2 separate regions of the Mus musculus genome follow, and region 2 is linked to region 1. Evidence: chromatin contacts called from public HiChIP or PLAC-seq data. All regions are on one chromosome and are shown on one strand. The core of a region is the stretch at or near the end of the contact, and the rest is flanking DNA. Distances in the headings are between cores, read along the strand shown.

What was found. HiChIP or PLAC-seq counts read pairs in DNA pulled down with a chosen protein or histone mark.
Region 2: a contact with region 1 is called in an H3K4me3 HiChIP or PLAC-seq map of the 230-238 cell line, with 13 read pairs. The contact joins two enhancer-like sites. A contact is called at or near these places in 1 of 39 promoter capture datasets (hippocampal neurons), 3 of 484 Hi-C or Micro-C datasets (bone marrow-derived macrophages, cerebral cortex and nephron progenitors) and 2 of 115 datasets of contacts at active chromatin or transcription factors (the 230-238 cell line and CD8 T cells).

What each region holds. Positions count from the first base shown.
Region 1 is chr17:5,636,398-5,643,244 of GRCm38.p6, forward strand. All of the region lies in intron 1 of Zdhhc14 (zinc finger, DHHC domain containing 14), which reads left to right. Among named protein-coding and RNA genes, the nearest start is that of Gm52305, 110 kb to the left of the region's middle. Within about 2 kb of position 5,549, at least 6 of the 459 cell types and tissues checked have an H3K27ac peak or open chromatin away from gene starts, as enhancers often do. A contact at or near this core is called in the 230-238 cell line, where this site is marked.
Region 2 is chr17:5,729,186-5,735,129 of GRCm38.p6, forward strand. It overlaps Zdhhc14 (zinc finger, DHHC domain containing 14), which reads left to right. Exons shown (of 9, transcript NM_146073.3): 8 at 2,287-2,389. Among named protein-coding and RNA genes, the nearest start is that of Gm41519, 39 kb to the right of the region's middle. Within about 2 kb of position 1,631, at least 99 of the 459 cell types and tissues checked have an H3K27ac peak or open chromatin away from gene starts, as enhancers often do. A contact at or near this core is called in the 230-238 cell line, where this site is marked.

The DNA.
Region 1 (6,847 bases), core at 4,299-6,798:
GCCTGGTGACCAGAGTGTGAGGTACCAAGCGCAGGTTGAGTCTCAGGTGCCATGGACCTGGATCTGCTGTTTTCTCCTAACTAGAATAAAGACTTGTTCTGGCTACAGGCTTGCCTTTCCTGCATGCAGTGTTTCTGCCAAAATTACTCTCCATATATAGAAGGCTTCTCTACCATCATGGGTAGTCTACACAGCATCACCTCGGACCAAGGAAGTCACTTCACAGCCAGAGAACTGTGACAGTAGGCCCTCACTCATGAAACCTGCTGGTCTTACCATGTTACTGAGCAACCTGAAGCTGCTGGCATGAAAGAATGATAGAATGGCCCTTTGAAGACACAGTGACAGCCAGGGAATACTTGAACTCTGTTCCTTCAGAGAACCCTGACTCACACTGACCCAGCATGGTATGAGCTGCCTGAGAATATCCTTATTCTCAGTGTGGACTCGCCCTGACATGTGGCATGAAATATGTGCAGTAAACATACATGAAGAGACTATGAAGAGAGGAGCGAGACTCTGTACTGTCTTATGCACAGAGCCTGTATAGAATGACCGTCCTAGAGAGCATGGTAGGACACCGATGGAGGGTAGGGGTGCCATATTCTTTGGTAGAAGCTGCACATGGATGCTAATCTGTATTTGACACTTTAACCCACAGAGGTAAACACGTGGAAGTCCTAGGGTCTGAAAGCCAAAGGCTGGGAAATCTGTCTGTGTGGGAGAAGGAAGCAGGCCACGTGAACAACAGCTCCATCCTGTGTGGTATCAGCAGTACCCACCCTGGACGCTGAGCCACCTCCCAACACATGGGGACCTGCAGTCCTCACTGTGCCCTGGGACAGGAGAGACTCAGTGATTAGCTTTGTGCAGTCTGACACAAGCCGGGGCTGTTGTCCAAGGATTTTTCTAGAACATATAGTAATTAAGTTAACTTGTATTGTACTGAAAATGCCCTGTTGTTGAACAGTTTGCTCCCCAGTGACACTCATCGGTGAGATAGTCAGCTTTCACTAGGATGCAACTCCATTCCTATCACTGTTGAGAGACTTGACTGATATAACTTCTTATCCCCTCTGCCTCTGGAGACCTCCTTTTCTACTCGGAAATCCTTGGACCCAGTCCCCCACACCTCCCCCTCCAAGAAACTGAGAATCTACACCAGGAACCTGAGACTCTGGGTCTCCTGAGGGTTTGGGAGGAGTGAGTAATCTGGGTCTAGTGGGTTTGCGTCTCATCTACCTCTCCTACTTGCTTCCCTTCCTCTCTCCCTCTGTTCCTCACCCCTTTCCCTCCTTGTCCCCTCCTCCTACTTCCTTCCAGGAAATGATGATGCTACGCATAATTGTCCATGTCTCTAATAGCAAAATATAACAGCACCTGCCCCGTTTAATACAGAAACCCACTTGGCCAGCAAAGGAAGGGCTTCTAGTCATGTTCTGTAAGGAACAACATACAAGGTTGAGATGGGAACTGGCTTTTGTTCACTTACTCCAAATGCTGGTCCTCCACAGCCCAAACCACAGGGAAGTCTGCCTAGACCAGCCCTCTCACATAAGTCCTCAGCCCTTGGAGGTGCTGACCCAACTGAGACTGTACATTCTTATTTTTTAATATAAGTTTTATTTATTCTCTGAATATTTCATATCTACATATATTTTGATCACACTCACCACCAAGAGCATTTTCTTTATTGATGGTTAAGTTCTTAAGAGCCTGAGAATATTTTTAATATTTTGACAATTTCTTTTTTAAATGCAGTTAATAATAAAGCATTATTAAAAAATAATGCTTAGTTTTAATGCTATTTTTCTACTGCAGAAATAAACTGTGATTCAGTTATGCTACCAGAAAGCACAGAGGCACAAAAATCACATACCTTTTAGCCAGTGAGAATGAGGAATTGTTTTTAGGGCATGTTCTCCTAGTTAGGAATTAAAAATGTGTTTCTGAAACAAAATTAAGCATTTTGACTCTACTTTGGATACTGTATTTTTAAAAGTATTTTCCATATCCTTTACAAATACTTACTGAAGAGTTGCTACGTGCTATGCTAGATTCTAGGCCCAGGGGTTATGTCTACCAAGAACCAAGCAGACACATTGCCCTGAGCTGCTTTCTGGGGAGTGTCCAATAACAAGCAAGTCGGGAGAGATGACAGTGCCATGCAGGGACTAGCACTGTAGGAATTGAAAGCATGAAAAAGGGTTGCGTGTATGTGATCAGAGCAGGGCTGGGGTTTCAGGTTTTATCGTTTTATGGAGCAGTGTGGTCGGAGGAGATTCTAGATGCATGGTTATCTGGGAAAACGGAGGACTAGGCCAAAATGGATGCCCAGAGAAAAGGCTCAAAACTCCAAAGGAGTAATAAAGGCATAGCAATCGGGCAAGGGGGTGGAGGAGAGGATGCAGTCAATGGGATGCTAGGAGTCAGATGGCTTTGTGGCCTCTACGAGCCCCTGAATCTGAGTTATGAGCCACCTTACAACAGCCCTCCTGGGATTATCGTACAGGCAGAAGACGCAGGCCCAGACACCACTGGGGCAGGCAGATTTAGGAGGCCAGGCTCCAAGTATGAGAACATGCAATGTAAAATAAAATCCCCAAGTGATGGCCACGTTGTCACATTTTCCCTTGATGAAGCCTTCTTAAAGCTTGCAGGGTATCAGTGTTGATGAGACACAGAATCAGAGCAGAGCTAAAGCCCCCTACAGAGTTGCCAAAACAAGAGCAGAACAATGCGCTTTTAAATATCAGATGGGGTTTAGAGACAACCAAACCTGAGAATTTAGTCTAGAGCAAGGAAAAAAAAAATTCCAAAGGACTACATGGGCCAGGCCGGGCCCTGCATGGGAAGGTCTCCCTAGCACAGGGCACCAGCCTGCTACCATGTTCAGATCCGTACACTGCTAGGGCACACTGAGAGTGAGGTGGCAGAGGCTGTGTCCCCAGTTAGTTCAGAACCCCTGTATGATCTGGAGGGGACAGAACTGCAGTAAAGGATGTATGGTGTACATTATGTCATTAAAGGGCCAGCTCAGGACAGACACACGCACACACTGGCTTTCAGGCTGGGCTGATGGCTCAGTGGTTAAAGCATTGACCATACAGGTGGGAGGACTAGAGTTCAGACCCCAGCACCTACAGAAACATTGGGAGGACATGGTGGCCTTCCTGTAATTCTGGCCTCAGGAGGCAGAGACCAGGGGTTCCCCCTCACAAGCTGGCTAGTGAGGCTAGGCATATGATTCTAGCCATACCAGGAAGCTCTAGGTTTGAGAGACACCACCTGACATCCCGACTCAATGAACAAGGTAGAAGAGTGAGCCAGGATAATTCCAGCATCAGCCTTGGGCCTCCATACGCTTGAGCCCACACATGCACACCCCCCCACACACACACACAAGTATCGTGTGCCCATATACAATCATACCTATACATACATGCATATACCACACAGATTAAAAATGCCTTCCATTCCTGTAATTCACATACTACTCAGAAGCCTCTGGATTCCTAGAATTTTAAATGCACATCAAAATTACTTGACAAAAGTATTTAAATACAACAATTTCCCCTAACAGTCCCTTGCCATTCTTAACGGCAGGTGAGTAAATTGGGCCGTCTGCACAGACTATGAGATAGAGGCTTGCTATCTATAAGTAGATCTTTTGGGTGTTTAGGAGGCCCAAATGAGAAATAACGACCCTTCTGCATGCTTGGAAGGTATGCAGATACAAGGCTCAGAGAGCACCTCCCCACTTTCCACAGGTGTCCTGAGACTATATGGGCGGGTCTGTTCCTGCCAGGCGTCCCATGGGAGGAAGGCTACAGGTGCAGGGTTTGAGCTGGCCCCATTTAAACTCTGCATCTCCAGTTGTTTGTGGCTCCCTCTCTTTGATGAGGGCGCCTTGACCTTTAGGACACAGAGGGAGCCTGGGGTTTGGACTGGTGTGCTTTGGGAGGTCTCGGGGAGTCCCTGTGTAGCCCACGCAGGGTCGCAAGGGGTTCATCGGTACCCTGCTCTCTCTACTGTCTGCTCTCATGGTTTTCTCTTTTGTCCCCAGGGTCCTCTTATTTAAACATCTTTTTTTGGCAGCCATTCTTCTGGCCATCTAGAATAATCAACCTAGCTCCTGAGAATGGATCTGTCCCAGTACTGGCATCGCAGAGAAATGCCGGGAACTTCATAAAATTATCTATTGGGGACTTGGGGAGATGGCTCAGTTTGTAAAGTTGTTCCCTCACAATCATGATTTCCAATATCTACTTAAGAACCAGCCACTCCATACCTGTTTGTTACCCTAGCATTAGGGGTGTGGCAGAGATAGAGGACCCCTAGGGCTCACTGGCCAGCCAATTTAACCAATCAGGGAGAATCAAATTCAATAGAAGACCCCATGCCTTAGTAAGTGTTTTATTGCTGTGAAGAGACACCATAACCAAGTCAACTCTTACAAAAGAAAACATTTAACTGGGGCTGGCTTACAGTTTCAGAGGTTCAGTCCATTGTCATCATGGTGGGAAGTGTGGCAGGGTGTAGGCAGACAGCGTGCTGGAGGAGCAGAGTTCTACATCTTGATCAGAAGGCAGCAGGAGAAGACTGAATTCCACACTGGGTAGAGCTAAAGCCTGCCCCCACAGTGACACACTTCCTCCAACAAGATCCCACCTACTCCAAGTAGGCTACACCTACTCCAACAAAGCCACACCTACTCCAACAAAGCCACACCTACTCCAACAAAGCCACACCTACTCCAACAAAGCCACACCTACTCCAACAAGGCCATACTCCTAATAGTCACTTCCCATGGACCAAGCATTCAAATCTGTGAGTCTATGGGGCCAAACCTATTTAAGCCTCCACACCCTGCTTCAAAAAATAAGATTGTGAGCCATTGAGGAAGACACAATGTCAACCTCTGGTTGACATATGTACATATGTACATATATGCACATGCATGAGCATGCATGTGTGTGCAAACCTACTTGCACATACTGAAATACAATACACCCTACACACACACACACACACACACACACACACACGACAGAAACATCTATTTGTTTCTTCTGTTCTAAAGCAGAGCGGATGTTTGTTCTGGATCCTCTTCTCTCTATTTGTCTCTCAGTAATGTGCCTATTAGGCCTGATGGTGGTAAATGTATTTCTAAGTATAGTGATTAAACAGCAAACCACAAAACAAGCCATGCTTGTGTTCCCTGCCTGTGAGGGGAGGTGGGGGAAAGCCATTTGTTTCACAATGACTCATATGGAGAGGAGAAAAGATCATTTTTATTACATCCCTTCCGACCTCCAACCTCATCTTGATGCCGCTCTGTTATTATTTCAGACATGTGAGTCATTGGCTCGGATTATTGTACTTCATGTATTGTTGGTCGTAACTACTTATTATTGAAATGCATCGTGATCGAAGAGCAGAGGTTTGAAAAAATAAGTAACTCTGTGATTTTCAAACCTGGAAGCCCACTCGAGTTCAGAATCAGTGAATCGAGGCCACTTCCTGTTCCTCCGTAATAATAAACACACACCCCTTGTCTGCACCTAAAAGGCACTTGTTCTTATACTAACGCTTTCTCTGCATAGAACAAAGCAGAACTAGCAAATGAAGTCCATTTCTTGTTAGGAGTCGTAAACTCTTAATAGGAACCTTTGAAAGGTGAATTATTTTAATATGGAAAGGACCCTCTGTCACGTGGTGGTAACATTTGCTGCGCCTGGCTAATATTGTCTTGCTGCATTTTGTTTCTCTTAAGCAAAGTTAATCTTCTCTCAAAAACTGACTTGTGGACCAACAGGGACCTCGTTGCTCAATAACGAAATCCAGTTTTTATATTTGAAATGTCGAAGAAATCAGTCTCAAGCTTTTCATTGAAGGAATTATCTTTATGTCAGATTCTGCTCCATTGAGCCAATCTCTAAACAGAAATTAAGAGTCAGTGAAGTTAGGATCTCAGTAGCCAATGGCAAAAATAAATTTATATCTGGTTATAAAGAGAGTCATTTTATCTCTATGGGAATGATGTGTGTGTGTGTGTGTGTGTGTGTGTGTGTGTGTGTGTGTGTATTTATGTGCATGAATATAGGCAATCTATATAGAATCATTTCGACGTGTGTATAAGATGTGTATATGAATGCAGGCATGCATGCTGTCATGTGAAGCACGCGGATGTCAGCGAGCAATCTCTAGCATTGATCCTTGCCTTCTATCTTGCTTGAGACAGGGTCTCTTACATGCCAGTATAGCTGGCCTGTGAGCCTCAAGGATGGGGGTTCCTTCTGTCTCTACATCCCTATTACCTTAGGACCACTTGAATTATAGTTGTGTGCTATAGTGACTCAGCTATATCTGGTTTTGAGGGAATCCAACATGAACTATTTCCATAGCCCCTTGCTATGTACTTTTAATGGCAAAAATCCTCTGATTTCATGGTCTCAGATAGTATCACACCCAGAAGATGGTTCCACTCTTCATGTGTAAACATCAAAACATACACAAATATTTTCCCCTGAATAGTTATTAAAATTGCTATTAGAGGGTTGGAGAGATGGCTCAGCCATTAAAGGCTAGGCTCACAACCAAAAATTCAAAATCACTGCTAGAACAGAAAAAAGAGCAGCATAATACCATGGCAACGCCACACCCTTCTACCTGTTCCTGGCGGCCTTTCCTTCTCTACAGTGTACAGGGTGACACTTTGTACACAGCTATTTGTGCACCTGTCTCATCATAGCAGGAGTCAGACAGCTCTCGATGCTGTTCATGACTGGAGTAAAGACATCTCATCATTTTAGCATTTGTTTTGTCTGGTGCCAAATTAGCTAAT
Region 2 (5,944 bases), core at 381-2,880, 89 kb after region 1:
TAGGAGACCACAAAGCCCACAGTGACACACTTCTTCCAACAAGGTCACACCTCCTAATAGTGCCTCTCCCCACAGGACAAGCATTCAAACACATGAGTCTATGAGGGCTAAACCTAGCCAACCCAGCACACACAATGTGTTAGTAAGGAAATGTGTCTCTGTGTCCTGGTGAGCACAAAAGCACACATCCTGGTCCCCTTGCGCTGTCAACATCAGTGTAGAGGAGAATGTGAGAGGGTGAGGGCAGGAGTTGGTGCAGGGTGTCATACAGGGCCAGATCCATGGCTTAAACCTGGAGCAAGGAATTCATTTGGACACTACTGAGCGATTGGTGTGGGGTATGCAAGAGAAAGGTACCATCTTGTATGCCACATGGCCAGGGACAGATGGTACACAGTGACATTTTGATCTCATCTAGAGAATGAGTAGGAGTTAGGAAGGAATTCAGAAAGGACAGCATGGGGCTGGAGTGATGGCTCAGCAGTTAACAGCATTGACTGCTCTTCCCGAGTTCAATTCCCAGCAACCACGTAGTGGCTCACAGCCATCTGTAATGGGATCTGATGCCCTCTTCTGGCGTGCATGAAGACAGCTACAGTGTACTCCTGAAATAAATAAACAACTCTTAAAAAAAAAAAAAAAAGACAGCATGCACAAGAGCTAGGATGAAGGGGTAGGAAAGCTGATCAAGGGAAACCAAAAGAGCACATGTGCAGTGGGGGGCTGAACAAGAGCAAGTCTGAGGAAGTGAGAAGGGTATGAGGGGGGCTGTCTTAGTTATGGTTTCTATTGCTGCAACAAAACACCATGACCAAAAGCAACGTAGAGATGAAAGGGTTTCAATTTACAGCTTGTAGCCTGTTTTCCAATGTTCATCTAAGAATCTCCTATTGCAACTTCCCAGTACAGGCAAAGCTGCTGTGTAAGAGGTCAGACATACCTGTTACTGCAGACCTAAGCTATAGCCATGCACCCTGTTCAGGCCTTGGGGCTCCCTTCGGGGACTCTCTGAAGCTAATTCCTCTTCTCCTACCTCTATAGTACTTCCTGGGGTGTTCCAACAAAGTGCCATCATGGGGAGGGCTTAAAGTAACATAGCTCCCAGTCTGAGATTAGAAGTCTGAAACGAAGGCACCAGCAATACAGCCATGCTCTCTCTTACATAGGAAGCTCTTGCTTGCTCTTCCCAGCCCCTGGGGGTAGCACTGTGGTCACAGTGTGCTAAGACCACCTCAATCCATTAGGTGCTCATCTTCTCATGCTTGCGTTCACAAAGTAGCCATAGGTCACAGATAGGGTCCCATCTCCAGGTTGTGGGACTGGCACAATCCAGCCCATCATGTTCCCCCTTCAGCGAGCAGGGGAGTGGGAGAGAATGTGGCCCGGGTGAGGATGGTCAGAGAGGAAAGAGTGTGTGCAGGTGTAGCTTGCTCTGGTCTCCCATAAGGCACTAGCATGGTGCGGCCACTCACAATGTATATCTGAATTAATATGATAAGATGGCACAGGCTTGTCATGAAATGACATTAGCTTGAAGCTGGAGAGGGAAGTTGGGAACAATTGTGACAGTGGGGGGTGACTAAGAGGAAGCTGCTGCGGTCTGTACCAGGTGACATCTAGACTAAAAAAGGGAACAACCAATGCCACAAGCCTCTTTTAAAGTAGAAGTGACAGTGAGGCTAGAGCTCCCCATTAGAGCACTTGTCTAATATGCACAAGTTTGAATCACGGTACCCTAAAGGAAGAAGTGATAGAATTTGGTAACTGGTGTCATGTGGAGGATACATATGGAACAGCCCAAGATGCCATAATGGATCTAGCACAGAAAGAACTTGTTTTAATCTCTTTCTGCTACTGTAATAACACATCCTAACAAAGACAACCTACTGGGGGGAGGGTTTATTCTGGCTCACAGTTCATGTAACTTCACAACAGGGACTGCCAGACAGGAGGTGCTTGATACAACTAGTCACATTGTATCTGCAAGAAACAGAACAATGGATGCTTATGCTCAGTTCTCGGTCTCCTTTTTATACAATCCAGGATCCTAGCCTAGGGAGTGGTACCACCCACAGTGGGAGGATTGCCCCACCTTAGTTAACCTAATCAAGATAATCTCCCACAGATGTGTGGAGGGTCTCATCTCCCAGGTCATTCTAGAACCCATCAAATTGACAGCTGAGGATAACCATCGAAGAGGAACCCCAGACCTAGATGTATAAATTATGTTGCTGTCATATTTGAGATTTTTCTCACTCTCTCCTTCCTCTGATTGTTCTCCTGCAGCCTAATTGACAGAAGAGGCTATGTCCAGCCCGACACACCACAGCCAGCAGCACCATCAAATGGGATCACTATGTATGGGGCCACACAGTCGCAGAGTGACATGGTAGGTACTGCCTGCATCAGGGCCGCTATTCCCTGTGATGCCTTCTCTTCTTCTGATATGCCCTCTAACCCAATAATATATGCCTGGGAATTGCTTTAGTAGAAGGCACATCTGGATCATCCATGTGACTGACATGCTAACATGGGGAAGGAAAATGACCAATTTGGACAGTATTCATGGAGGGACCATGTCATCTAATCTGGCTGGCTTGTTACTTAACACACACACACACACACACACACACACACACACACACACACACACACCATCTCTTTGTTTCAATAGCATATGTCAAACGTATGTCCACAAAGTCAGGGAACAGTTAAAGACTAGGATCTACCTTCCCACCAGGGCTGGACTTGTTTGATAGTCTCCATATCCTTGCTGTCCCTTGCTCAGTGTGTGCTGCTACCATAATAACGTGCCCTGCTACTAAAGGTGGGCAGTGGACATCACCACACTTCTCCATACTTCCACCCTGAGTCTTAGACCAGCCTGTAGCCCCTCTATACAATCCTCAGGCCAAGGGCTACTTTATTTACAGTGTAAACCAAACTGCCTGCACACTGGAGCATGCAAGCAGTGTGCACATACCTCTGTCCAACAGGAGGTGGGGGAAGGCAGGAAGCATCTTTCCGTGGACACCTACAACCACAGCACGTTGACCCTGACTCCCAGCACCTGAACTTTCTGAGGTGTTTAGAAGGCAGTTGCCTCTCTGTTTGCCTAAAGACATGAACTTCAAGTCCCTACCCACTCTGCTGTTCGCCATTTGTACAGCTGAGTCTCCTACATGGAGTTTTCCTGTCACCCAGAGGAGCTGGCTTGGGGCTGGACTTGGGGAAATCTTGCTGATAAACATAGAGAGCTGTAAAGTCAGCAACCAACCGTCTCTAAGACCTGCAGCCGGGAAACCCTCCCGACTCCCTGCTCACCCATGGCGCCAGCCTCCTGCAGGAAGATGCTAGCTGTGGGGTCTTAGTTGTGTTGCTTCGCTAGCTAATAGGTCTCCTTTGAAAGCAATATGGATGTAACCCAGTCTTTCCACTCTTCTCCATGAGCATCCCGCATACCCACACAAGAAACCCTGAAAACCGGATTTCCTCAGAGGGAAGCAAGAACAGAGAAAGTAGGCTATGTGCTCAGCAAAGGGAAGATACTGAGTTTATTAGGCAACAGACGTCCAAAGCATTTAACAGTCTCATTTAATCCTAAACCCACAGTGGAACATTATCACTCAATTTTATTTTAACCGTAAGGGGGATATACCAGAATTTCTACCAGTGTCTGTTGATTGTTTCTCTGACTGGTACACATGCTGATATACATGCATTCTCCCACTCACTCAACCAGCACCGTCCCTGAGGTTCTTGCTATGTGCTAAGGGCTAGACTCAAAAGATAGAAGGGCTATGATGCTCTTTCTCTCACACTCAGTGTCAGCAAGCAGCACAACGTGGAAGCAAGCCTGTGATGACAACATTAGGGACCTTCACCGGACATCAGTGTCCAAGCAACATCAATGGTCTCGGCTTAGACTCTGCAAGGCTCCCAAGCACCAACCTCAGAATGCTCTGCACGGTCTCTAGATTTAGAACCTAAGCAGAAGCCACCTTAAAGGTGCTGTAAGCCACTCTGGAATCTATAATGGACATGAGTCGGTTGCTTTTATGGTGCATTGGCCAAACAACGTAAGGGAAGAGAGATTTACTGAGGCTCATGGTGATGGCTCTGCTGACAGCTGCTCAGCCCCCTGTGCTTGGGCAGCACATGATGGTGGCAGAGGTGTGTGGTGGGATGTAGTGCTGTCAGGAGCATCTGTAAGTGTGTAGCACGTGTCTTCACTTCCTGGAGAACAGAAAGCAGAGAGTGGGGGTGGGGTGATGAATGACGACAGGTAGGAAAAAGATACCCTCTTTGCACGAACACCCAAGTGGCATGCGTTAGGCTCCCAACAGTCCCAGTACCTCCCTCTACTGGCCATGGACCAGTTGCACACCATGAGCCTTTGAGGGGCACAGAACCCTGCTTTGCCAAATCCCTGAGCCAAAGCACCTCTGACTGTCATAGGAACTATACAGAGGCATCTCTTCCACATGGGGGCGCTGTAGAGTCAGCCAGCAGCGGGCTTCCACTGTAGAACCTTTAGGTAGATCCAGAGAAGAACATCGAGGCCTTTAGATGCCTTGAAGAGGAACAAGGGTGGTGAGGGGAGAGAGAGCTAACTGCAGAGACCAGAGCACCATCATCTACCATATACCTGAGCTTGAGGAATTGCATAGCCCTTTCCTGCCCCAAGTTTTCATCCATAAGGTGGGAACAGTAATGTGTCATCTGGTAGGGCCTCTCTGAAGATGAAGTGGGATAGTGGACAGCATTCAAATCTTGCCTGACACAAGACAAGTACCATGGAAGAATCCACTCATACCATTTTCTCCCCGAAGTTCATGAATGGAAAGATCTGGCACACTGTAGCCTTTAGAGCATCTGCACAAGAGAGGGCGGGACTGTGTGTGTAAGCGCTGGGTTCCTACCAGTCAGCCCCGTGACCGTTAGCAGCTCACACTGCCTCGCTAGTCCTCAGTGCCCCTCTTTTGCTTACAAAAGAGGGTCTGGGGCTTCCTTATCTAAAGTCTCTTACAGCTCTGAGCAGCTGAGTCGATCCTTGAACGTCACAGTCCCAACACATAGGATAAGCCCACAGAAGAGGGCGAGCCACGACCCTGAGATCTCTTCTCCAGCCCATCACACCCCACAGTCTCCAAACTGAGCATGTCTATCCTTTCCAGAGGATGGGGCATTCTGAAGTCTGGTCTGTATGCCCCCTTCCCCCCAGAGTCACACTGTACAGCTCTCTCCCCACTTGCCTTGTGTTCCTTACATTTCTGGGGTAAGTCTCACTCGGTCACGTATGCAATTCTTTTTATGCTGCTGGACTTTACTTTGCTGGGATTCTGCCGAAGCAGTTTTGTCTCTATTCATAAGAGCTTTTGGTCAGTAGCTTTCTTTCTCTGTGAACTCATTCAGTGTTGGTATCAGGGTGACACTGGCCCTCTATTATGAGTTCAGAGTTGCATTCTCTAGTCTTTTGCTGAATAAGTTGTGAAAATGGATGCCATCTTTTCTTCAAAGATGTGGGAGAACTCACTGGTGAGGCCTCTAGCCTTGAGTTTTCCTTCACAGACAGATATTTGCTCTGTGCTGATGAGTCTGTTCCAAGTTTCTGTTTCTTGGCCAGTGTCAGCCATGGGTGTCTTTGCCTTTGTAGCAATGTGTGCGTCTCATCTGTTCCCGTTGACCCATCTGTCTTACATCAGTACTGGTCTATTCTGGAAATGGATGAAAGATGAGATAACTGGAGGACTGGAACTGTTAAAGCAAATAAAAAGTTACAATGATTTATAAATATGGAAGGAAAGAGATGTAGGTAGAGACTTCAGTGCAATTAAAAGGCACATGGTGCAGGGCTGGCCAGATGGCTCAGTGGGTAGAGCTGCTTTCCATTCAATTACAACCCTGATGACTTGAATTTGATTCCCAGAACACACATGGAGCT